5 separate regions of the Mus musculus genome follow, and all the other regions are linked to region 1. Evidence: chromatin contacts called from public ChIA-PET, HiChIP or PLAC-seq, Micro-C and promoter capture Hi-C data. All regions are on one chromosome and are shown on one strand. The core of a region is the stretch at or near the end of the contact, and the rest is flanking DNA. Distances in the headings are between cores, read along the strand shown.

The links. Hi-C and Micro-C count contacts between places; a contact is called where the count stands out from the background. ChIA-PET counts read pairs in DNA pulled down with a chosen protein or histone mark. HiChIP or PLAC-seq counts read pairs in DNA pulled down with a chosen protein or histone mark. Capture Hi-C pulls out chosen DNA fragments and counts their contacts.
Region 2: a contact with region 1 is called in an RNA polymerase II ChIA-PET map of memory CD8 T cells, with 15 read pairs. The contact joins the promoter of Micos10 here to the promoter of Aldh4a1 in region 1. A contact is called at or near these places in 2 of 39 promoter capture datasets (cranial neural crest and pre-B cells), 3 of 484 Hi-C or Micro-C datasets (B cells, embryonic stem cells and liver) and 3 of 115 datasets of contacts at active chromatin or transcription factors (memory CD8 T cells, neural tube and pancreatic cancer cells).
Region 3: an H3K4me3 HiChIP or PLAC-seq map of embryonic stem cells shows a contact between it and region 1, with 8 times the contacts expected there. The contact joins the promoter of Akr7a5 here to the promoter of Aldh4a1 in region 1. A contact is called at or near these places in 6 of 39 promoter capture datasets (the HPC-7 cell line, embryonic stem cells, liver and 3 more), 9 of 484 Hi-C or Micro-C datasets (the C2C12 cell line, the N1E-115 cell line, bone marrow and 3 more), 9 of 115 datasets of contacts at active chromatin or transcription factors (T-cell acute lymphoblastic leukemia, bone marrow-derived macrophages, embryonic stem cells and 2 more) and 2 of 9 other capture datasets (adipose tissue and embryonic stem cells).
Region 4: a contact with region 1 is called in a Micro-C map of the G1E-ER4 cell line, with 6 times the contacts expected there. The contact joins the enhancer-like site here to the promoter of Aldh4a1 in region 1. A contact is called at or near these places in 5 of 39 promoter capture datasets (liver, neural stem cells, pre-B cells and 1 more), 4 of 484 Hi-C or Micro-C datasets (the G1E-ER4 cell line, bone marrow and erythroblasts), 9 of 115 datasets of contacts at active chromatin or transcription factors (bone marrow-derived macrophages, embryonic hindbrain, embryonic stem cells and 2 more) and 1 of 9 other capture datasets (embryonic stem cells).
Region 5: a contact with region 1 is called in a promoter capture Hi-C map of liver. The contact joins the promoter of Emc1 here to the promoter of Aldh4a1 in region 1. A contact is called at or near these places in 8 of 39 promoter capture datasets (the HPC-7 cell line, embryonic stem cells, hippocampal neurons and 4 more), 9 of 484 Hi-C or Micro-C datasets (B cells, CD8 T cells, the G1E-ER4 cell line and 3 more), 15 of 115 datasets of contacts at active chromatin or transcription factors (the HPC-7 cell line, the SCID.adh cell line, bone marrow-derived macrophages and 5 more) and 2 of 9 other capture datasets (embryonic stem cells and liver).

What each region holds. Positions count from the first base shown.
Region 1 is chr4:139,621,177-139,625,331 of GRCm38.p6, forward strand. It overlaps Aldh4a1 (aldehyde dehydrogenase 4 family, member A1), which reads left to right and starts at 1,718. Exons shown (of 15, transcript NM_175438.4): 1 at 1,718-2,021. The coding sequence starts at 1,963.
Region 2 is chr4:139,129,193-139,133,347 of GRCm38.p6, forward strand. It overlaps Micos10 (mitochondrial contact site and cristae organizing system subunit 10), which reads right to left and starts at 1,921. Exons shown (of 4, transcript NM_001163006.2): 1 at 1,730-1,921. The coding sequence starts at 1,793.
Region 3 is chr4:139,308,833-139,312,987 of GRCm38.p6, forward strand. Akr7a5 (aldo-keto reductase family 7, member A5 (aflatoxin aldehyde reductase)) reads left to right here and starts at 1,912. Exons shown (of 7, transcript NM_025337.3): 1 at 1,912-2,244. The coding sequence starts at 1,923. Slc66a1 (solute carrier family 66 member 1) reads right to left here and starts at 1,876. Exons shown (of 9, transcript NM_145384.3): 1 at 1,797-1,876.
Region 4 is chr4:139,329,100-139,333,254 of GRCm38.p6, forward strand. No RefSeq gene overlaps it. Among named protein-coding and RNA genes, the nearest start is that of Akr7a5, 20 kb to the left of the region's middle. Within about 2 kb of position 1,727, at least 63 of the 459 cell types and tissues checked have an H3K27ac peak or open chromatin away from gene starts, as enhancers often do. A contact at or near this core is called in the G1E-ER4 cell line, bone marrow-derived macrophages, liver and 1 more, where this site is marked.
Region 5 is chr4:139,350,787-139,354,941 of GRCm38.p6, forward strand. Emc1 (ER membrane protein complex subunit 1) reads left to right here and starts at 1,801. Exons shown (of 24, transcript NM_146157.4): 1 at 1,801-1,931; 2 at 3,375-3,499; 3 at 4,026-4,091. The coding sequence starts at 1,834. It overlaps Mrto4 (mRNA turnover 4, ribosome maturation factor), which reads right to left and starts at 1,790. Exons shown (of 8, transcript NM_001290810.1): 1 at 1,483-1,790. The coding sequence starts at 1,510.

The sequences.
Region 1 (4,155 bases), core at 468-2,967:
GAGAGATGGCTCAGCAGTTAAGAGCACGGTCTGCTCTTCCAGAGGTCCTGAGTTCAAATCTCAGCAACCACATGGTGGCTCACAACCATCTATAATGGTTTCTGATGCCCTCTTCTGGTGTATCTGAAGAGAAACAAGTATTATACTTACATATAATAAATAAGTAAATCTTTTCTAAAAAAAAGAAAAAGGAAAAAAAAAGAAAATGTCTCCAAAAGATCAGCCTGTGGGCAAGCCTGTAGGGCATTTCCTTTTCTTTCTTTTTCTGTTTTATTAATTAGTTAATTAATTATTACATTATTGTTAGTATTAGTATTATTATCATTTTAGTTATTTGAGACAAGGTTTCTCTGTATAGACTGGAACTCACTCTGTAGACCAGGCTAGCCTCAAACTCAGAGATCTGTCTGCATCTACCTCCTAAGTGCTAGATGTAAAGGTATGCACTACCACTGCACAGCTACTTGGGCAAAAAAAATTCTTAATTTGTGATTGATGTGGGAGGGCCCAGCCTATTCTAGGTAGTCCAACCCCTGGACTGGCGGTCCACCTGTAAGGCTGAGCAAGCCAGTAAGCAGCGTCCCTCCACGGCTTCTGCATCAGCTCCTGCCTCCAGGTTCCTGCCTCAGTGATGAGCTGAAAATTTGCACACGTAAACCTTTAACTCCCCACTTGCTTTTTGGTCATGGTGTTTTGAGGCGAATCTGCCCAGTGTGGTATCAAATTAGAACCAGAGGGACCCCAAAGTAAATGCCCTGGTTACATTGTCAAAGACAGAGAAACACGTTGAAGCAGGACTGTGGTGGTGCAGGCCTTTAATCCCAGCACTCTGGAGGCAGACCTGCGGGTGGATCTCTGTAAATTCAGGGCCTGGTCTATAGAGCCAGTTCCAGGATAGCCAAGGCTACACAGAGAAACCCTGTCTGAAAAAGTAAAACCAAGCCAAAAAAAAAAAATTAAAAAAATTAAACAAAAACAAAACCCAAAGAGAATAAAGTAAGAAAACCCATACCAGTATCTTAGGAATACAGTGGTTCCCTAAGGCATCATTCTAAGAGCAGGTTTCGGAAGCTGTTTTAATACGTTCGAGTATTCATCAAACAACGTCTCATGAAGAAAACTGAAAATTTTAACCACGGGGCAGAGGGACAGAGGGACAGAGGCAGGAACAACTGGTTTTTGTGGCTAGAGGCTTTTAAGAAAAGGAAGAAATAAAGAAAATTAAAACGAAGAACGTTAAGTTCAGGCCCGCTAGGGTTTTATCTCATTCTGATTCCAATCTGGAAGGAAGCAAGCCCAGGCTTGGCCCTGAGCCAGGCTGGGAGATGGAGGGCAGATCAGGCTCCATGCACGGTGGCAGCCCCCGGGGAGGTGGCAGGGAGCTGGCCTTGGTGTGGCTCGGCGGGCCCGGGCAGAGTTGTAGCCTGCAGATGTCCAGCCTTCCAGCCACCAAGTGTTGGGGACCCAAGTAGCACCTGTCGCGTCGACCGGGTCCCCCCCCCCCCCCCCCCCCGGCCACTTCTACTACTGAGCACGCGCTCTGTGCAGGATCTGTCATTGGCTCCTGCAACTCTCCAGCCCTGCCTAAGAAGGCTGCAGCTTGCCTGTCCTGCTGATTGGCCTGGAGGCTTTCATGCGAGACTCTGATTGGTCAGTGAGGCTCACGCCCTCTCTCCTTGGGTCATACCATAAGGAGAGGAGACGAGGAGAAGAGAGTATCATTTCAGGGCTTTTCTGCTGCATTCTCTTGACCCGCAGTCCACAGTAGCAATTTTGATGTTAAATACAGCTGATGTTTATTGACAGAGGGGGAAGGGTACCCGAGGAGGGGCCCCGAAGGAGGTGGACCGGGCGATGCTGCGCCTCCCGCAGAGGTAGTGCGCTCCGGGCTTGTCTAGTCCAGCCCGGTGGGGCTGACTCTGAGCTTCCCACAGCTGCGCAAGACTGTTAAGAGTCTCCGCGATGCTGCCGCTGCCGTCGCTCCGCCGATCCCTGCTGTCCCATGCCTGGAGGGGCGCTGGGTGAGTGAACCCCTCTGCTGCCTGAGTCCTGAGAGCCGTGGACAGATCCCACTCTGTGGGTCCTCCAGGTTGCAGCCATTATCTCCAGGGTCCCTATGGCTCCCCTAAGTGCGCGCCGGGTCGCGACCTGCAGAGCCACTCTCCCATGGAGAACCTGTGGCGCCTTACCAGGTCTCTCTAGAGCAGTGGTTCTTAACAAATGCTGTGACCCTTTCCTCTTGGTGTGGTGACTCCCCAACCGAAAAATTATGCCACTTCATAACCGTATTTTGCTACTGTTATAAATCGTCATGTAAATATCTAATATGCAGAATAGCTGATATGCGACCCCTGTGAAAGGATCGCTCGGGGTGGCGACCTACAGGTTGCAAACCAATGTCCTAGATGGCCAGTTTTCCTATCCAAGGAACCCCAGGGAGGGTGTGGCGTCCGGATTTGTGCCCACGCCCCCTTCCTACACCCCTCTTTCTCCTAACGCTGTATATTTCAAATTTGCTGATTCTCCCAGACCTTGGCCGGCCCTGTGTTCCCATTCTGGAGCCTTCCGACACTCCCAGGGACCTCTCCACCCCACTCCCTTTTTGTTCAATATTGGGCTTTTGTTTTACGGTGGGTGCCATAATGACTTTTATAACGTGTGATGCGGCTCTGCGTGGCATGGGGCTCATTTTGAGGTTTGCCTAAATCCATTCAGACAAGTTCCTTAATAAATCACCGGGAGGCAGAGGCAGGCAGGTCACTGAGTGCAAGGCCAGCTTGTTCTGCAAGAGCAGGTTCGAGGAGGGTCAGGGATACACGAGAAACCCTGTCTCAAAAACAAACAAACAAACAAACAAACAAACAAACGTAATGAAGAGACAGGTAAGCCCTAGGGCAGAGAGCTGCTTGCTTTCAGCCAGAATCCTGGCTGCCTTAGTGATGTGTTCCAATATCCTGCCCCAGTATGGCTCACGGCCTGTTTGAACTTGGGTATTATTCCCCATTTCTGCCTGCCTTCCTTGTACAGTTTACACAGCACCCCCACACCCCTACTTTGGTTACTGTTTGCCTGCTCTGTGGCCTGTGACCCACCGTGTCCACCTCCACTGAGTTGTGACCTCTTTGAGTTAATCAGTGACCCTTTCCCTGCTCCCATGGGATGACCTGGGTGAGTTTCAACCCTTCCTCATGTTGTGTGACGCTATTAGGCAAAGGACATGGGATTGGGGGGTGGGGTGGGAGGTGGGGCGTGTGGTGAATGGAGCCTGCACCTCTTCAGTTTCTTCCTGCTCCGAGACCACCCACTGCAGCCCCGGGATGGAAGGCTCAGATAGGCAGAGCCTTCTATAGATTCTCAGGTTTACTTTGTACCTCTCCGGGTGTCAGTGTGCTACAAGGTGCACTGCAGTCAAGGGGATCATGCACTGGGTGGGGGCAGTGCATGATCAGGGAGTGGAACTCGGGGGAGTTTTCAACTTAACTGGCCAGAGAGGCGTGGACCCATGCATCTTGTCTTCTTTTAAGGAAAGCAGTCCATGTTATGAAGTAGTTTCGAATAGCAGTATCATTTTGCTAGCTAGCTAGTGTGAGGGCCCCACGCTGAGCCTAGGAGCTTGTTCTGGGGAGGCAGATGTAGCTGTAGTTACAGTTGGTCTGGATCCAGATCCCCGCCCTTCAGTGTGCGGCCCCCTAAACTGGTGGGAAGAGGATTTTGCAACCAGTTCTCTGGCCTCCTGCTGCCTGGTTTCTGTACGGTGCGGCTGGCCTGGCAGGGCGCCCTGAGAGGTTTCACAACATCAGCGAAATACATTCACCTTTGGGGCAGGTCTGCAGAATGCTTAGGAGAGCTTCCAGCCTGTGCCCGTGGTCCTGGTGGCTTCTTCAATCACGATGGGAATAATATCTCTGGATAGATGTCTTCTCCTCAGTGGTTGAGAGGCACAACCCCTAGGACAGTTGGGGTTATTTATTTAGTCCCTCATTCTTTTTAAGACTTATTTATTTAGTTAGTTATGGAGAAAGGATTTCTCTATGCAGCTCTGGCTGTCCCAACCTCATCTTCCTGCCTCTGGGATTAAAGACATGAGCCATCTCCACAGGCCTTGTTTTGTTTTGTTTTGAGACAGGGTTTCTCTGTGTAGCCCTGGCTGTCCTG
Region 2 (4,155 bases), core at 671-3,170, 490 kb before region 1:
AACCACTCTAAGTTAACAATAGTTACTATTTAAACGGAGAAACACAGGCTCAGGGGTGTTAGCCAACTTGCCCCTCATGTTCTTGGCTGAATCTGGGAGTCAAAAGTAATGGATCAATTCATCATGTATGAATTCATCCTGAATGATGTCTACACTCAGTCTTCTGGGGCTTAGGAAACGGTGGGAAAAAACAAAAACAGAAAACATATCTACTTTCCATGAGCTCACGATTTCATTCTTTCCTGATAATATTCATCTAAGGATATAATCCTAAGTTCTCGTAAATAATTTCCATGCAAGAAGTATAAAATATGAACCTATGTGTGACAGCACACACCTTCACTCGCTTCACTTGTGAGGCCGAGGCTGGCAGATCTGTTGGTTCAAGACTATGCAGGAGTACCAGTTTCAAAAACGGGGGGGGGGCGGGGGGGAGAGAATGGGATCTAAGTTTCAACAATAAATGTTAGTATAGAAGAAAGAGTCGGAGGAATTGGAGAGACAGCTCAGTGGATAATAAAGCCCCTGGCATAAAAAAAAAAAAGACTTGAGCTCAAATCCTCAACACCCATGAAAAAATGCTGGGGAGGGGGAGAAGGCCGATCAAAACTCAATGGGCAGCCAGTTTAGGCAAACTGATGCGCTCCAGTTCCTGTGAGAGTCCTGTGTAGTGGTGCACACCTTTAAATCCAGCAGAGAGTGTCTGAGTTCAGGGCTAACTTGGCTGACATAGTTTTCCTGGCCAGCCAGGTCTCCATAGTGAGGCACTGTCTCAATAAATAGGGCAAAGAGCTACTGAGGGAGGGAAGCCACTCATCATCGATCTCTGGCCTACACACCAATAGCTGCAGACAATCAACAAGAGAAAGATGGAGTGGACGAGGATCAGCAGAGAGCCTGAGAACCCCAAGGAAGAAATCCTGGGGGGGGAGGGATTCTCAACTATGCCACATTATCAGCAACGCGATTTCAGGCAAGCTCCTTCACCGAGCTCCAACTCACGACGAGACAGGTCATTTCCGAGCTACCGTGGCGAGCAGCGCGCCTAACATCTGCATCACCATCACTATTATATGGGACACCCCCGCCCCCCGAGCCTCCTTCCCCGACCCCGTGACCTCACAAAGTGTGTCGTCACAGGACGCGTGTCCAAAGAGACAACCTGGACTACCGAGGGGGCCGGCGGTGGCCGCGATCTATCTGACTGCGGCCATTCTTCCGGAGAATAACCCCCGGCTCCAACTGCAGACCCGAGGCGGGTTCGGATCAATGAGGCCGGGCACGACCGCAATTGCCAGCGCGGCCCGACGGAGGCGGTTAAGCGCCTTCTTCTATGACCTTCTTCCGAAGGCCGCTTGCTCCCGGCTGGGGAGCCGTCTGCGCTCCGGCCGGCTGCTCGCCTAACCCGGGGGACATGGGGCATGGAGTGACAGAGTTTCCCGGCGCGTCCCGCACGCCTTCCCACTCCCGGAGCACCGCTGCTTCCCCGGGCCTGCACCTCCAGCCACCTCGGAAACTCCCGCGCCCTTCGGCCCGTTGTCCTCGCCGCCCTCGTCGCCCTCGTCGCCCTCGCCGCCCCGCTTGACAGTCGTCACCTGTCAGCGCCCCGCAGCTCAGCGCGCCCCGCCGTCCAGACAGCAGCAGGCCGCGGCTTGACCCCTGCGGCTTCCCGTCCGCGCGCGGGCCGCTCGGCTCCAGCCCAGGGCCTACCAGAGGCAGATGAGCTCACCTAGCTTCACGACCGTGTCGGCCATGCACCGGTCCCACTTTCTGCCCAGCTCGGACTCCGACATGTTCCTCACTGGCAACTCCAGCACTCTTCACGGCCGGCCCCCGCGCTCCTACTGATGGCAAGTCTCGCGAGAGCCGGCCGCCACCATAAGCTTCCGGCCGGAGCCGGCGCGCCAAATATCGCGGGATCACATACGTCGTCCCTGGCTTCCGGCTTTTCTTCGCTCGGTCGTCAAGGTGACAGGTTGCCTGGGAGCCGGAGGTGACCCTGACCTTGGAGATAGCGGAAGGGAAGCGAAGACTGACTACATCCAGAGTACAGAAGGCCTTGTCTTTCCTGGGTTTTTCATATTTGTACATAATTATTTTGGCCATTGCCCTCCTCCCGTTCTACTGTTGCCCTCTTTCATCCTCCATTTTATACCTACTGAACCCCATCTTCCTCATGTGTGTATGTGTATATATGTGTGTATGTATATGTATACATGTATATATATAAAATATACGTATATTATATATCTATATTATATATAATAAAACATATAACAAATAAAATAATGTGTGTGTGTGTGTGTGTGTATATATATATATATATATATGTTATATACTTTGTTTTTGTTTTTGTTTTTTTTTTTTTTTGAGGCAGGGTCTCTCTGTGTAGCCCTGGCTGTCCTGGAACTCACTCTGTAGACCAGACTGGCCTTGAACTCAGAAAACCCCTGCTTCTGCCTCCCAAGTGCTGGGATTAGAGGCATGTGCCACCACTGCCCGGCATGTTATATGAGGGTTTGGTTTTGTTTTCTGTTTCTCTGATTGTCTCTGTTTTGTTTTGTTTTGTTTTTCAGAGACAGGGATTCTCTGTGTAGCCCTGGCTGTCCTGGACCTGGCTCTGTAGAGCAGGCTGGCCTTGAATTAAGAGATCTACCTGTCTCTGCCTTGTAGGGCTGAGATCAAAGATGTGCACCACTCCATCCACAGTTTAATTAGGGTTGTCTGCATGGCCACAGTCGGGGAGTATTTATTTGAGCATGAACGACTTCCATTCAAATGGATTTAAAAACAACCCCCCACCCTGCTGCATTTTATACAGAGTGTGTGGGTGCCTGCGCATGCCCTATAATGGCACATGTGGGAGTCAGAGGACAGCTAGTGGGAGTGGGTGCCCCTCCACCCTGTGGGTGCCAGGGACTGAACGCAGATCACCAGACTTAGAGGCAGTGCTATTACTTGCCGAGTGACCTAAACAGCCCTAAAGCGCAACCAGTGTTACTTTATAGATACTTCTTTTCTTCCACCCACTCAACCCCCTAACACTAGATAGGCGATAAGAAAGGATAGGGCAACAGGTGACGTTATCATTAGACTGTTTCCTGCTGATGAGGGGCATTGAGTTCCTTGGAGCAAGCTTGATCTTCTCCAGCAGAATAGCTAGTTTCTTATTGTTTCTTCCCACTTTACTACTTAACCAGCAGCAACCCACCAACAACCTGCCCCTTGAGGCCCTAGCATTTATAGACCCTTTGGAAAGTCCCCAGGATCCAAACGTCACACAGTCGCAGAAACCATCTGCAGCTGGCAGAATCACACCCCTGGTAGAGCTCGAGGCCACGTCAGCGCTGTGGACAGTCTGAAGCAGCCCTACATCCCACACCTGGGATTAAGACAAAAGCCAAGTCTTATTTCTGTGTTTTTCAAAGAAACCAAACTTCTCACTACTCAAATACCTCTCTCTCTCTCTATCTCGTTTTAAACTGCATTTGTCCCTGCTTCCTGGACGTCTGTCTCTCTGGCTACTCATACCTGCAAGACACCACCCTCCCTGATTCTGATGGTTTCCTCCAGCCCTCACCTTTCCCTGCCTGTTTAGAATGCGGATTCTCACACCTCCATCTAACCTCTATTATGTATTGTTTCAGATGAAATGTCTATCCCACCCATACTAGTGTCTGAGAGGCATTAACTATTAGTCCTTCCTATCAAACAATGTAAAACTTATGTTTACAGGGAATTTAAAAAATATATTTATTTATTTATTATATGTAAGCACACTGTAGCTGTCTTCAGACACTCCAGAAGAGGGTGTCAGATCTCATTACAGATGGTTGTGAGCCACCATGTGGTTGCTGGGATTTGAACTCAGGACCTTTGGAAGCGCAGTCGGTGCTCTTAACCACTGAGCCATCTCACCAGCCCCACAGGGAATTTTTTCAATCTCTCCCGACTTTGAAAAGTTTTATGCCAATGTTTTCACCACTCCCATCCCCGACCTTATAAAATTTGTTTGCAGTCTCAGAATTGAAGAGGTCAGCCCTTCCTTCCCTGGTCCTGCATTTCCCTTTTCTGCAATCATTTAAAGCTAGCCAATCACAGAAGACTGTGAGGTCAGACTTCAGCCAATGGAGTTAGGATAAAAACAAAGTGTAC
Region 3 (4,155 bases), core at 662-3,161, 310 kb before region 1:
ATGAACGGGGACCCTGGGTTCATGCAGCTCTCCCAGTCTCTGCAAAGACTCCTGATACCAAAGCTTGGGTCTAGGACCTCATAGATGCTAGTTAAATGGTCTAATGCTGAGTTGTATCCCCCACTAGTATGAAGGATTCTGACTCTCATGGTGCATGTCCTTAAAGGCTGGTCGGGGAGACAATCTCCTACAACGCCCATTTCCCCTCCAACTCCAAGGAAAGCCAGGCAGGTGCTCCCCACCAAAGCAGATGCAGGTTCCATTCTGATACTGGATCAAGTTCAAAATCACAGAGGCAAGGTCCTAAGGACCCCAAGAATGACCCTCCTAACCTCATCTCCTGCCCCAGGTCCTCAGAGTCCCAGGCACCTGCACAGCCTCTCTCTTCCTCTAGGGAATCCTTCTCTATCACAAATGCCTAGTAGAGATACCCTGACCCATTTCTAACTTGCCTATCCAAGGGACATTGCCGCCACCGCCTCCAGTCCCCTGGAACACAATCCTGGAGAAGAGGCAACACTGTCCCTGTTAACCAGTGTTCTTCAAGCAAGTCTCTCTCCCCTCTCCCCTGTCTGTATCCTTCCCAGTCTCGTGGGTCTGGATGCACCAGCTGTACAACAAAAGGCTCGGAAAATGTAAAGGAGAGGGAGAGGGAGAGGGAAGGAAGCATGATGAAGAGAAAAAAAAAAAAGGAGGAAAGAAACAGAACAAGAAAAAAGAGGGGAGGCGGGAGCGGGAAGCGTATGCAAGGAAACTTGTAAATTGAGCGGGCCCAGGGCTGAGATGTCGCTCTGGGCAAGTGTTGGAGTTTCAGCATTCTGATGTATACAATGAAGGAAATCCTAAAAGGCACTTACTTACCTCCTAAACTGCATGCAGACTACAATAAAACCCAGGCCAAACCTCCATATCCCACGCTAGTCAAGTGCTCTACCACTGAGCTACATACATTCCCCACTAGGGGATTGGCTTTCGCGGCTCATGTCCGTAAAGGCTGGCCAGGAGACAGTATCTCCTGCCACATCCAGCTCTTCCCCAATTCCAAGCAAAGCCAGGAAGGTGCTTCCCACCAAAGCCTATCTGGCACAGTCAACAGTAATATTCTGTTCTTGCTGTAGCCCCCTGGACCACATTGTAGCATGGAGTACACACGAAGTGAACCTGAAACTACACACTTCTTTCTTTCTTTTTTGGGCAGGTGGGAACGGGAGCAGTTTGAGACAGGGTTTCTCTGTGTAGCCCCTGGCTGCCTTGAAATTAGCTCTGTAGACCAGGGTAGCCTCGAACTCAGATATCCGCCTGCCTTTACCTCACATTTCTAACCAGCCCTCTGTGGAATCCTGCGGTGAGCTTGGCGAGGAATGGGACATTCTGGGTTCCCTACCTGCAGAGCTACGGAGAATGTGTCAGGGGAGCGCAATGGCTCCGGGATCCTACCCATTCCTGGCCTCCAAACCAAGGCTCTAACTCCTTCCGGTGACTCTGCGGGTTCGGAGGGATAATGATAGGGCAGCGGCTGGGGCAAGCGCCGCGAGGCCCCCACCCAGAGCAGGGAAAACAAGGCCGCCCAGTCCAGGGAAGCCGAGAGGCCGGAAGGCAAGGACCTGCAGGTAAGAAGTGGGGCCGTCCCGGATCCCTGGCCAGGTTGGGCAGAGACCCACGATCCCGCTCCCCAGGAGGGGACCAGCGCCGGGGACCGTGCAGAGCTGGAGGAGGGTGTAGAAAAGACTTAGCTGGGCGCGTCTGGAGTCCCGACCCCCCAGCCCGGGACAGCCGCCAGCCCCCTTCATCCTCACCAGTTCAAGATCCACAGCCGGTGTCAGCTTCAGGATCCGAGCCCGCCGGGATCAGCTGACCTCCGCGAAGTCCCGCCCCCCGCCGTGGGCGGAGCCTGAAGCTTCGAGTGCGCAGGCGCAGTCTCCATGCTGCGTGCAGCGTCCAGAGCCGTGGGCCGCGCTGCTGTTCGCTCCGCGCAGCGCTCCGGGACTTCGGTCGGGCGTCCTCTCGCCATGTCCCGGCCTCCGCCACCCCGCGCCGCCTCTGGCGCCCCTCTCCGGCCCGCTACGGTGCTGGGCACCATGGAGATGGGGCGTCGCATGGATGCGAGTGCTAGCGCCGCTTCGGTCCGCGCCTTCCTGGAGCGCGGCCACAGCGAGCTGGACACGGCCTTCATGTACTGCGACGGCCAGTCCGAGAACATCCTGGGCGGCCTGGGGCTCGGGCTGGGCAGCGGCGACTGCACAGGTAACCGCTGCACCCGGCCTCCCCCGCCCCCCGCACCGAGTAGAGCTGAGCCGGTGCCCGCAACCGGCGTGCACCAGCCAGGATCTGCATCCAGGAGCTTCGGAAGCTCCGGATCCACAGCTGGGTCTACCCCAAGCTCCCAAGGCAACTGGAGTCCTGAACTAGTGAACTGAACTTTGTCCCGCCTCTCCTTAGAAACTTCTAGTTGCAGCTACCGAGGCGGGTGCGAGGAAGCTTCCTACGCTAATGTTTAGCCTACTCTGGGCGCTTTGCTTCCTACCGCAATCCCTGCCTCCCGGCCAACCGTTGTCCATAGCCGCCCCCCCACCCCCGACACGCCCCCCATCCCCACCAGGCTTTTTGTTCGTGCCTACCCCTCTTGCCCTCACCACCTCTGCGCTCCTGGAGAATGCTTATCATTCCGGTCTTTTGTCCGGACTAGACTTTGTCCCGTGCAGTCGACAGCACCTGTGGATCTCAAGGAGACCTGTGGCAACAATGCCTAGGGCCCAGCTGGGGGCAGGGGCGGAAAGGTGGCGTCGGGAGAGGGCATTTCGGCCTTTGTGCCCATTCTCTGTGCCAGGTCTTACAATGGCAAACTCTGTAGCTCTGTAGGCTACCGTGGGAGAAGTGATTTCTCCACGGAGAGTTAAAGGTCCAACGAGGAAGACTGTAGCCGCGATTGCTGAGGAGTGCAGGAAAGAGTAGCTTGTCGGGAAGAGCAGTAGGCAGAGCCCATAGAGAACTGGGGATGGGCCCTACAGTGTAAGTAGGGTGCACCGGAGACTGCAATCCTAGCTATTGGAATATGGAGTTTGAGAGTTGCAAAGTACGTGTGTGATCAGTGACGCGTGTCCCGCGTTGGAAGGGGAGGGGAACCGCCCTTCATTTGCTTGAAGCTATTGGAGTCTCAGGAGGGTGCCTGATACGTAAAGAGGCCTCACTTTTACCTGTTCTGAGGTTCTTCCTCCCGGTTCCTGTACAGTGGGCTCCATAGACTCACATGGGGTAAAGCTCACTTAAGTGAGTGGATCTCTCAAGCCGAATGCTGTAGAGTTCACCTGGATGACATACATTACTGATAATGAACATTTCAGTTTTCTCCCCCAACCCCCCCTTCTTTAGCCCATTTCTGCTTCTGAAGACTCAATGGGCCAAAGTCCTCAGGCAAAAGGTTACAGAAAGAATGCCTTGGGGCTGGGGCGGGTGTTGTAGTAAGGAGATGCTGTGGTCTTCTAGCCTTTATCCTGTGGGATCAGAGGGCTCCCCTTGTTCTTGCCAGAATCCATCCATCCTTCCGCCGTCGTCCATCAGTCCAGGTAGTTGGTTCCATATCTGGGAAGAAACAGTGCAGAGCACTGAGGAGCAGCTACAGTACGCTTGCATTACAGGCTTCTGAGGGTCTGAAAGGGATTTGTGTTAAGATTGATGGCTTTCAAGGAACACATTCAGGCCCCCGTGTCTCTTCCCTAACTTTTTTTTTTTTTACCTGCATGTATGTGTGAGCCCACAGAGGGTACTGGATACCCTGGGACTGTATTTATACATGATTGTAAACCAACATGTGTGGTTCTGAGAACCTCTGAATACTTCGTGAGAACAGTAAGTTCTCTAAACCACTGAGCCATCTCCCCAGCCCCTCTTGCCTAAATTCTTAGTCTTTAAGGATCTCCATGCTTTCAGGCCTGGCCCTTTGAGTTCCATCTCCAGTCTTTATTTCTTATTTAATGTATGAGTGCTCTTCTGCGTGTACACCCACATGCCAGGAGAGGGCGCCAGATCTCATTATAGATGATTGTGAGCCACCATGTAGTTGCTGGGAATTGAACTCAGGACCTCTGGAAGAGCGAGCAGTCAGTGCTCTGAACTGCTGAACCATCTCTCCAGCCCCTATGTACATTCTGTGGTGAG
Region 4 (4,155 bases), core at 477-2,976, 290 kb before region 1:
TTTACTGGCCAGTGACCAAAAAGGGGTTTATGTCTCAGAGTCTCTTGTGCAAAAGTTTGGAGGCACAATGATGTTTTTAAAGGCAAACCCCACAAAGACTATAATTTACTTAGGAGTTCAATAAGGGTCAGAGTAACCTTGAAACACTCATTTCAGGAAGACCATAGTAACTTTTTTTCATATTATTTCAGACATTAAGTGACTGTTGTTGTTGTTGTTGTTGTTGTTGCTGTGGTTGTTGTTATTGTTTTACTTATAACTTCCTGAGTTAATGTTAAGTTTCAGAAAATAATTATTTTGATCAATACATCTGGACTATGGTCAATGTCATAGAAAGTCCAAATGTGTTGCTAGGCAACATCACTATTAAGCAGGTAGAGGGTGAGAACCTTCTAAACCTTAGGTTCTCGTGGATCACCACCCCTTTGGGGATGTTAAAGGACCTTTCACAGAGGTCACATATAGATATCCTGCATATCAGATATTTGCATTATATTCAGTAGCAAAATTACAGTTATGGAGTAGCAACAAAAATAAATTGAGGGTTGGGGTCACCACAACATTAGGAAGGGTGAGGACCACTGGTCTAAGCAAACACAAAATGGAATCAGGAAAAGAGGGTGTTACCTTACTCACTGGGTCCTTAACCCAGGACTAGGCAAGCATCCAATCAGCTAAGCTATAATCCAAACCCTATTTTGACATTTGAAACAGTCTTGTTCTATGGGCTTGGCAGACCTGTTGTTCCTATGTTGTCCAGGACAGCCTTGAACTTGCGTTGATTCTCCTGCCCCTGTTTCTGGAGTGCCGGAATCACAGGGGTAGACCACCACACCATGTGCTATTTGGTCGGTGCTGGTCTACTGCTTGCTATATAATCCCGCTGACTTTTGACTGCTGGCAAACTTCCTGCCTCAGCCTCCAGAGTGCAGGGATTACAAGCAAGAACGGCCGCCCTGACTTCAACTGTCTTTTTAAAGGGTTATGGTGAGAAAATCTTGTCCATTTATCCCCACGTCCCAATTTGTTACAGTCTTCATTTGGTGTAAATTCTAAGTCCCTACTGCATAAATGTTCTCAAAGATGCCTGGAGTGAACATTTGCTACTTGAGATTCGCTCCACCCTCGATTCTCTGAACAGTCTAAACTGCCTGAGAGTTTGAGGGAAACTTCTCCTGGATTAGTAAATCAGGGCTGACAGACCTTCTTTGCTGTCCTTCCACAGGGACCCTTACTAGAGCTCCCAGCAAACCTCAATTCATTGACAGCTCCCCCGCCAAAAAAACAAAAACAAAAACAAAACAAAAAACAAGCTGGGCATGGTGGCGCATGCCTTTAATCCCAGCACTCGGGAGGCAGAGGCAGGCGGATTTCTGAGTTCGAGGCCAGCCTGGTCTACAGAGTGAGTTCCAGGACAGCCAGAGCTACACAGAGAAACCCTGTCTCAAAAAAAAAACAAAAAACAAAAAAACAAAACAAAAAAACAGAGACAGCTCTCCAGGATTCACCCACCTGCTAAACTCCTTCTAGGAGGGTACAGAGAGCCCAGGGCAGCTCATGAATGGGCCAGAGAGAGGCAGGAAGCTAGAGGTGTCTGCAACTTCCGACCTAGCTCATGAGACCTGCCACTGACCTCCAGGTGGCACTGTTGTAGAGTTCTCAGCTCTACAGAAGTTTTGTGCACAGGCCCACACTTTCCTGCCCTTTCTCCGCTAGCCCCGCCTCCTGTGGGAGTGGTCACGGAAGGCTATTTTATGCAGAGACGATCCAAGGTGTCCTGGGGTTTGAGCTGGGCTGCAGCAGCTCCAAAGGTAACGGTCTTGCCTATCACCCACCCGCAATGAGCAGAGTTGATTCTTCCCCGGTACAGCTTCTTCCGGCTCCTGGGGCTGTGATCGCACCTTGTCCTCCCAAGAGCTCCGAGAACCACAAGCTCCTCAGGCTGACTTTACACAACTCTGCGGTTTCCACCCTTCCAGAAAAGTGGCCCAGGACCCTCTCACAATAGACCAACCCTGGCTCCGCCAAATTCCATGTGGCCAGCCTATGTCTAGGGCATTGAGAACACTGGGAATCTCGAACTGTGTAGACTCTCCCGAACTAGTGCCTAGCAGGTGCGTGCCTCTGAACCCTCATCTGATGGGTTTCCTGTTTTGCAGTCAGCAGAACCCCAGAAAGACTTTGGACCAAGCAGTCGATCTGCCTTCTTATTGCAGCCGGGCTCAGGGTCTTGGATTTTTCTCCCAAGTTCTGGGTGCCTGTTGGTTTAGCAGTGGTTTCAGCTTCACCAAGGAGTATCCCCACAACTGGCATTGGAAGTGGGATGATGTAGCCTATGGGAGTCTCTTCATCTGCCACGACTGGCCTAGTAACGGTGCTTGAGAGACAAGAAGGGAATTTGGTTCAACACAGCAGTAACAGACATTGTTGCTTTAAATGTTGCCAGTCATACTTGGAGTTGTTTGTTTTAGGCATATTTAAGCACCGTTTGGTTAAAACTTTCCTACTGACCTCTCAAACTCCACCTTAGGGAGAGGCAGCCTTGTACAGGAATAAAAAGCTTGCTTTACTAATTAGTTGCTTTAATACACTTGGCCCTGATGACTTTGGTCCTTCTCTTCCATCTTTGGGATTAATAAAACAACTTGCAGGAACCAGGTGAGTCCTTTCACCTTGTGGGCTCTGACCTAGTGAGTGGGTCATGTTTGGCAGCAAGCATGCCCGGTACCTGAGGAACCCAGAAAAGGGTGTCAGATCCTCTTAAGTCTGGAGTGCCAGATGGCTGGGAGCTACCATGTGGGTACTGGGATCGAACCCAGGTCCTCTAGAAGAGCAGCTAGTGCTTGTAACCACTAAACCATACCTCCAGCTCCATAATGTAATGTTCTTAAAGAAGGAAAACGTCCACATTAATAGTTCTTTAAACCTACTCCCTTCTAGGTTCCTAGTGATCCCCTGACAGCCTTTGGACTGCTAGCAAGACTTTCTAAGTGTAGGAAGTTCCTCTCATCCATCTGTCCATTCGTTTATCCATCCATCTATCCATCCATCCATCCACCCACCCACTGATCCATCTGTCCATTCATCCATGCATCCATCCATCTATCATTCAACCATTCACCTGGGCTTCTCAGCAGGGGGAGAGAGAGGAGTAGGGACTCACACTGACAGCCCAGCCCTAGCTCGTTTTCACGAACAGAGTCTGTAGTTGGCCCCGACTTTCCTCTTCACAGGCCCTTAGCGAAGCCTTCCTGTCTCTGTCCCCAGTTCCTTTGGCACCTTCCTCCCCCTGTGATCAGAACTGCCCATCATCCATAGTGCACTCAGCGTCGTCTTTCAAAACACCTTATGGTGACCATAGAGCTCTGGACTACAGCCCCCAGTCTAAAGTCAAGACTTCTCCACGTGGGGTTCCCTCAGGGCCGCTTTGCTTGTGGTCTGTGGCCTTTTCTCTTTTCCTGTGTCCTCTGCCCCAGACCCAATGCTCTGGTACCTGGGGTGGCAGGTGTGGCTCCACACAGGGCCTTCTGCTCATGGATATTAAAGCCAGTGTACCTCCTGTGTCTTGCTGTTCAGTTATCCCCTGTGTCATTGTCCACTAACTACTTATGCTGTCCATTGTCAGCTCAGCCTGAACAATTCTAGGGACTTCTCTGTAACCTGTCACTTTTACTCCTATTTACAGTTGGTAAGGGTGTGAAAAACTGAGTAATTTAGTCAAGGCCATAGCTACTAGTGGCAGGGACGCCTCTGCTGTGCCCACACAACCGTGTGTGTATTCATTGCAGAACCAAATAGGTGTGTTCAAAACTAAAGTTAAAGTATTTATTAAAATATCGTGTCTGTGTGTGTGCACGCACACGGGTGTGCACAGGCAAATGTGTGTGCATAGGTAAACGTGTGCGCACAGGTGCAGAGGCCAGCAGAGGTTATCTGTGCCCTCCTTGATTTCTCCCTAACTATTTCTTTGAGACAGAGTCTCTCCCTGAATCTGTGCATCATGCTTTTCAGGGATGCTGACAGCCCGCAAGCCCCACTGTGATCCTGTTTGTGTACCCTTCAGAGCTGGGCTTACAGGCATACATCAGACACCCAGCCGGTTATACGATGTTAGGATGTGAGTGTTCATCTTTATGATCCTGCAGCAGGCACTGA
Region 5 (4,155 bases), core at 551-3,050, 270 kb before region 1:
CTGTGGGATTCCCAACCTGCTGGCCAAGGTGGGGCTATGGAATGACAGGGACCAACTCTTCCTTTTGTAAAAACCACAATCTTGCTACAAAGCTGTTTAGGCTGGCCTTAAACTCAAGATACAGTTCCTTACTTCTGTCTCCTAAGTGGAGGGATTCCAGGCATGTACCACGTCATCCTGTTGGGACCTTATCTTTCCTATTCTGTTATATACCTACACTTCATTTTTGTAATCTGAACCCAAGACTACAGCAACGCTGGGGAGAGGGCAGATGGGGGACACAACCTCTACTGAAAAGTGACCCAGGCTCTATCTGTCCTACTCCCAAGAGTTCCCGGCCTTTGCTTACATCTGTCCAGGGCTCCTTCCAGACCCTAACGACTCTATAAGAACTTACTAAAACATCAGCTATAATGCCCTGGGTGTCCCCAGGAGCCGATATGGCCCATTCATCTACCCTGCCTGCCACTCACAGTCCCTCTTTACAAGGCACACAGTCACACCCAGCCAGTCATTCCCGGACTCTCCACCGCTAGGATTCTGGTGCGACTTAGCATGCTGCAGGTGGTTGCTGGCCTTGCTGCCTTCATATTCTCTGTGCTATCAAGGGACCCTTTCAAAGCAAAGCCACACCAAAGGCTGGGTCTTTTCCTCTAAGCCCACTTTGTTCACTATGGCCACACTGGCTGTCCCACAATATGTTAATCACACCACAGACCCCTTTCATTTTGTGTTCCCTCTATTCCAAACGACCTTCTCTAACCGCTGAGAGTTTTCCTGACAACATTATGCAAAACACTATCACTCCCACCTGCTCCATACTCCACTTGGACTACCTGACACATTATACTGACTTGACAGGGGTATAGGAGACAGACAGACAGACACACACCCCTAACTAAGGTGGTGAGTCTGATGAAGCCGGACCCTTTTTGTTCAACTGTCTTGTCTTCTAACACCCACAAAAGCGCCAGCCCGCTAGCTTGATGTAGTGGCTCAGTATGGAATCCTAGTATTTGGGGCCAAGGCAGACAGTTGGAAGAGTTCAAGGCCCCAGCAATAAATAGACAAACAAAACATGCAGTAGTCGAAACTGTAAAACCCCTATTTTCTTGAGATAATGAGACCGTCCTAAGCAAATCTGAGCTACATCGTCAAGATCCTCTCTCAAACACACACGGTCGCTCGCACATGCCAGGGGATGTAGACCAGTGCTATGTGGGTAGTGTTTGCCTAACAAGAGCGTACTTGGTTTAGTGATGCTGCCTGTAATTCCAGCAATCGGGAGGTAGAAGCAGCAAGGTTAGTTGTGTAAGACTATCCTGGTTGGCAAGTTCGAGGAGAGCCTGGGCTATGCGACTGCTGTCGGCCCGGACCAGTTTCCAGCTCTCTCGCTATCTCGGCCGGCCGAGCCTCTCGGAGAGGCCCCGGCGTCTCACCCGCGTCCCCCTCGCCCCCTTGACGCAGGCCCCCCGAACCTACCTTTCTTGTCTCGCTTGGATTTGGGCATCGCGGCAAAGGCACGTGCGGCGGAAGACTGGGCGGCCGGTTAGGACCCGGCTGCCGCGGGGGCTTATGGGACGGCGCTCGGGGCTGCCCCTCGCGTGTGCCTGAACTGTGGCGAGCCCTCTCTTCCCCGCCTGCGCTCCGCCCAGTGTCCTGAAGGCCACTTCTCTGCCCAGGTCCCGGGTCCCTCCAGTCCCGGCGGCTTCCGAGTCCCGAGCACTCCACCAAGTCCCTCGCGAACCGGTTCCTCTCTATGGCTCTGCGGAGGGAGGGGCTTGAGGCCCGGTGCATGCCGGGCTGGCGGCAGGCGGTGCTTGGGCTTCAATCATGGCGGTCGCGGTGGCGTCTGGGTTCTGGATCTGGGCTGCTGTGCTGCTCGTCCCTGCGGCCGCGGTCTACGAAGACCAAGTGGGCAAGTTTGACTGGTGCGTACAGGTGACGCTTCTCCAGGACGTCGGTGTTTGCTTCCTCAGCATCTGTCTCCCTCCTGCTAATCTGAAGGAGATTTGCTATGGAGCCGAACCCAGACTATAACTTAACGGGGGTGCGGGAGGGTGCTTTCAGGGAGAAGTGAATGAATGAATGAATGCTGCACCCTGTGCAGAATGACAATGTGAGAGTCTCCTCTTCAGATATGAAGAGTCGTAAGATGTCAACCCAAGAGCTTTATGTTAAGCATGGAGGGAGCTCTTTAAGCCGCCCTGTGTGTGACGGTGCAGATTGCTCCGCAGTGAAGGCAGGCTTTAAGGGTTTTGGTCAGAGGTCACTAGTTCCCTCCTTTCCTGTCATGTCCGATTTTGTGGCTGTCAGGTTTGTGATCTTCTGGGTCCCAGGTCACTAGCCCCAGTGAACTTTAAGCCTGAAACTAGCTGGTGTCACTTAGTCCACTTGTCTCACAAGTTCTAAAGTGAGCCTTTTCCTCTGAGGGACTCTCTGGGTGCAGTGTGGCCTCTCCCTCTCCAAACTGACATTCGTTCGCTCACCCCTTCCTTCTGACTGTGCTTATTTCAGATTGAATAAGCATTTGGCTACTTATCAGTTGTATGCTTCTGGGGAAATTGACAGACAACTAACACACACACACACACACACACATACATATGTATTTTTTTTAAAGGTGTTCATTTTGGGTCCTGGTCCCAACAATCATTAGCCTATCTGGACTTTGGTGGCTCACAGCCATCTGTAATGGGATCTGATGCCCTTTTCTGGTGTGTCTGAAGACAGTGACAGTGTACTCACATACATAAAATAAATAAATAAATCTTAAAACAAAACCAAACCCCAAAGCCGGGCGTGGTGGCGCACGCCTTTAATCCCAGCACTCGGGAGGCAGAGGCAGGTGGATTTCTGAGTTCGAGGCCAGCTTGGTCTACAAAGTGAGTGCCAGGACAGCCAGGGCTACACACAGAGAAACCCTGTCTCGAAAAACCAAAAAAAAAAAATCAAACCCCAGAAGCTCCTTTAAAACAAACTAGGCTAAATAACACAGTGGTCTAAATGAGAGATGTCATCTAAATGCCAGGCTCAATCAGTGTGCCTCAGACAGCAGCATTTCCCCATTGCAACAGTGTGCAAGCCGTGCCCCTGGAAGTCTGTTGCCGCTAAAAATTAATTAGGCCGAGGACTCTGGGGTGTTGCCTGAGTAGGTAGGTGTTACATTTAGCTGGCAGACTGGTATTGTCTCCCATGTATATGGTGGCAGTTCTCTCCTGCCTTCTTTTGCTTCTGAGTACGTTGCACAGAACTCTTGCGTATGCTCGGAGCTCTTCATTAGCACGCACTTCTTGCGTGTGCTGAGGGAGATGTGCTGGTGTGAGGCAGCAGTTTGTCTTCGTGCCCTGACGTTCCCCTGCACTGGTCCTCAGGAGACAGCAGTATGTTGGGAAGATCAAGTTTGCCTCCTTGGAGTTTTCCCCTGGATCCAAGAAGTTGGTTGTGGCCACAGAGAAGAATGTGATTGCGGCGTTAAATTCTCGGACTGGAGAGATCTGTGAGTGAACTGCGGAGACCAGAGGCTTCTGGGAAGGAAGCTGACTGGGTGCATCTGAGCGACCCGTGGCTTGCCTTCTTTTTATGTTCTCTAGTCTTGTTGTCTTTCACTGGGTAAATTTGTCGCACTGCCTTTGTAATTCCTTCCCTCTGTCCTGAAGGCCTTTAAGATAGCACTGCAAGCCGGGCGTGGTGGCACACGCCTTTAATCCCAGCACTCGGGAGGCAGAGGCAGGTGGATTTCTGAGTTCGAGGCCAGTCTGGTCTACAGAGTGAGTTCCAGGACAGCCAGGGCTACACAGAGAAAGCCTGTCTCGAAAAAAACAAAAAACAAACAAACAAACAAAGATAGCACTGCAGAAGCTACATTCTATCCTGTTTTGCAGTGAAGCCTTAGCCGACTACCCTTGAATTATCCCTGCTGCTGGGATTGTTTGTTAGATAATGCTGTGCAAATGAAGGCCTCAGCCCCTTCCTGGTCACAGTGGCTCTGGCTCGAAGCAATGTCTGACTTTCTTATCTCTCAGTGTGGCGCCATGTTGACAAAGGCACAGCAGAAGGAGCTGTGGATGCCATGCTGGTCCATGGACAAGGTAAGCAAAAGGTCTCCATTGTAGGCTCAGCCCCGACTCCCATTTCTGGGTTCTTTGCTTAGTG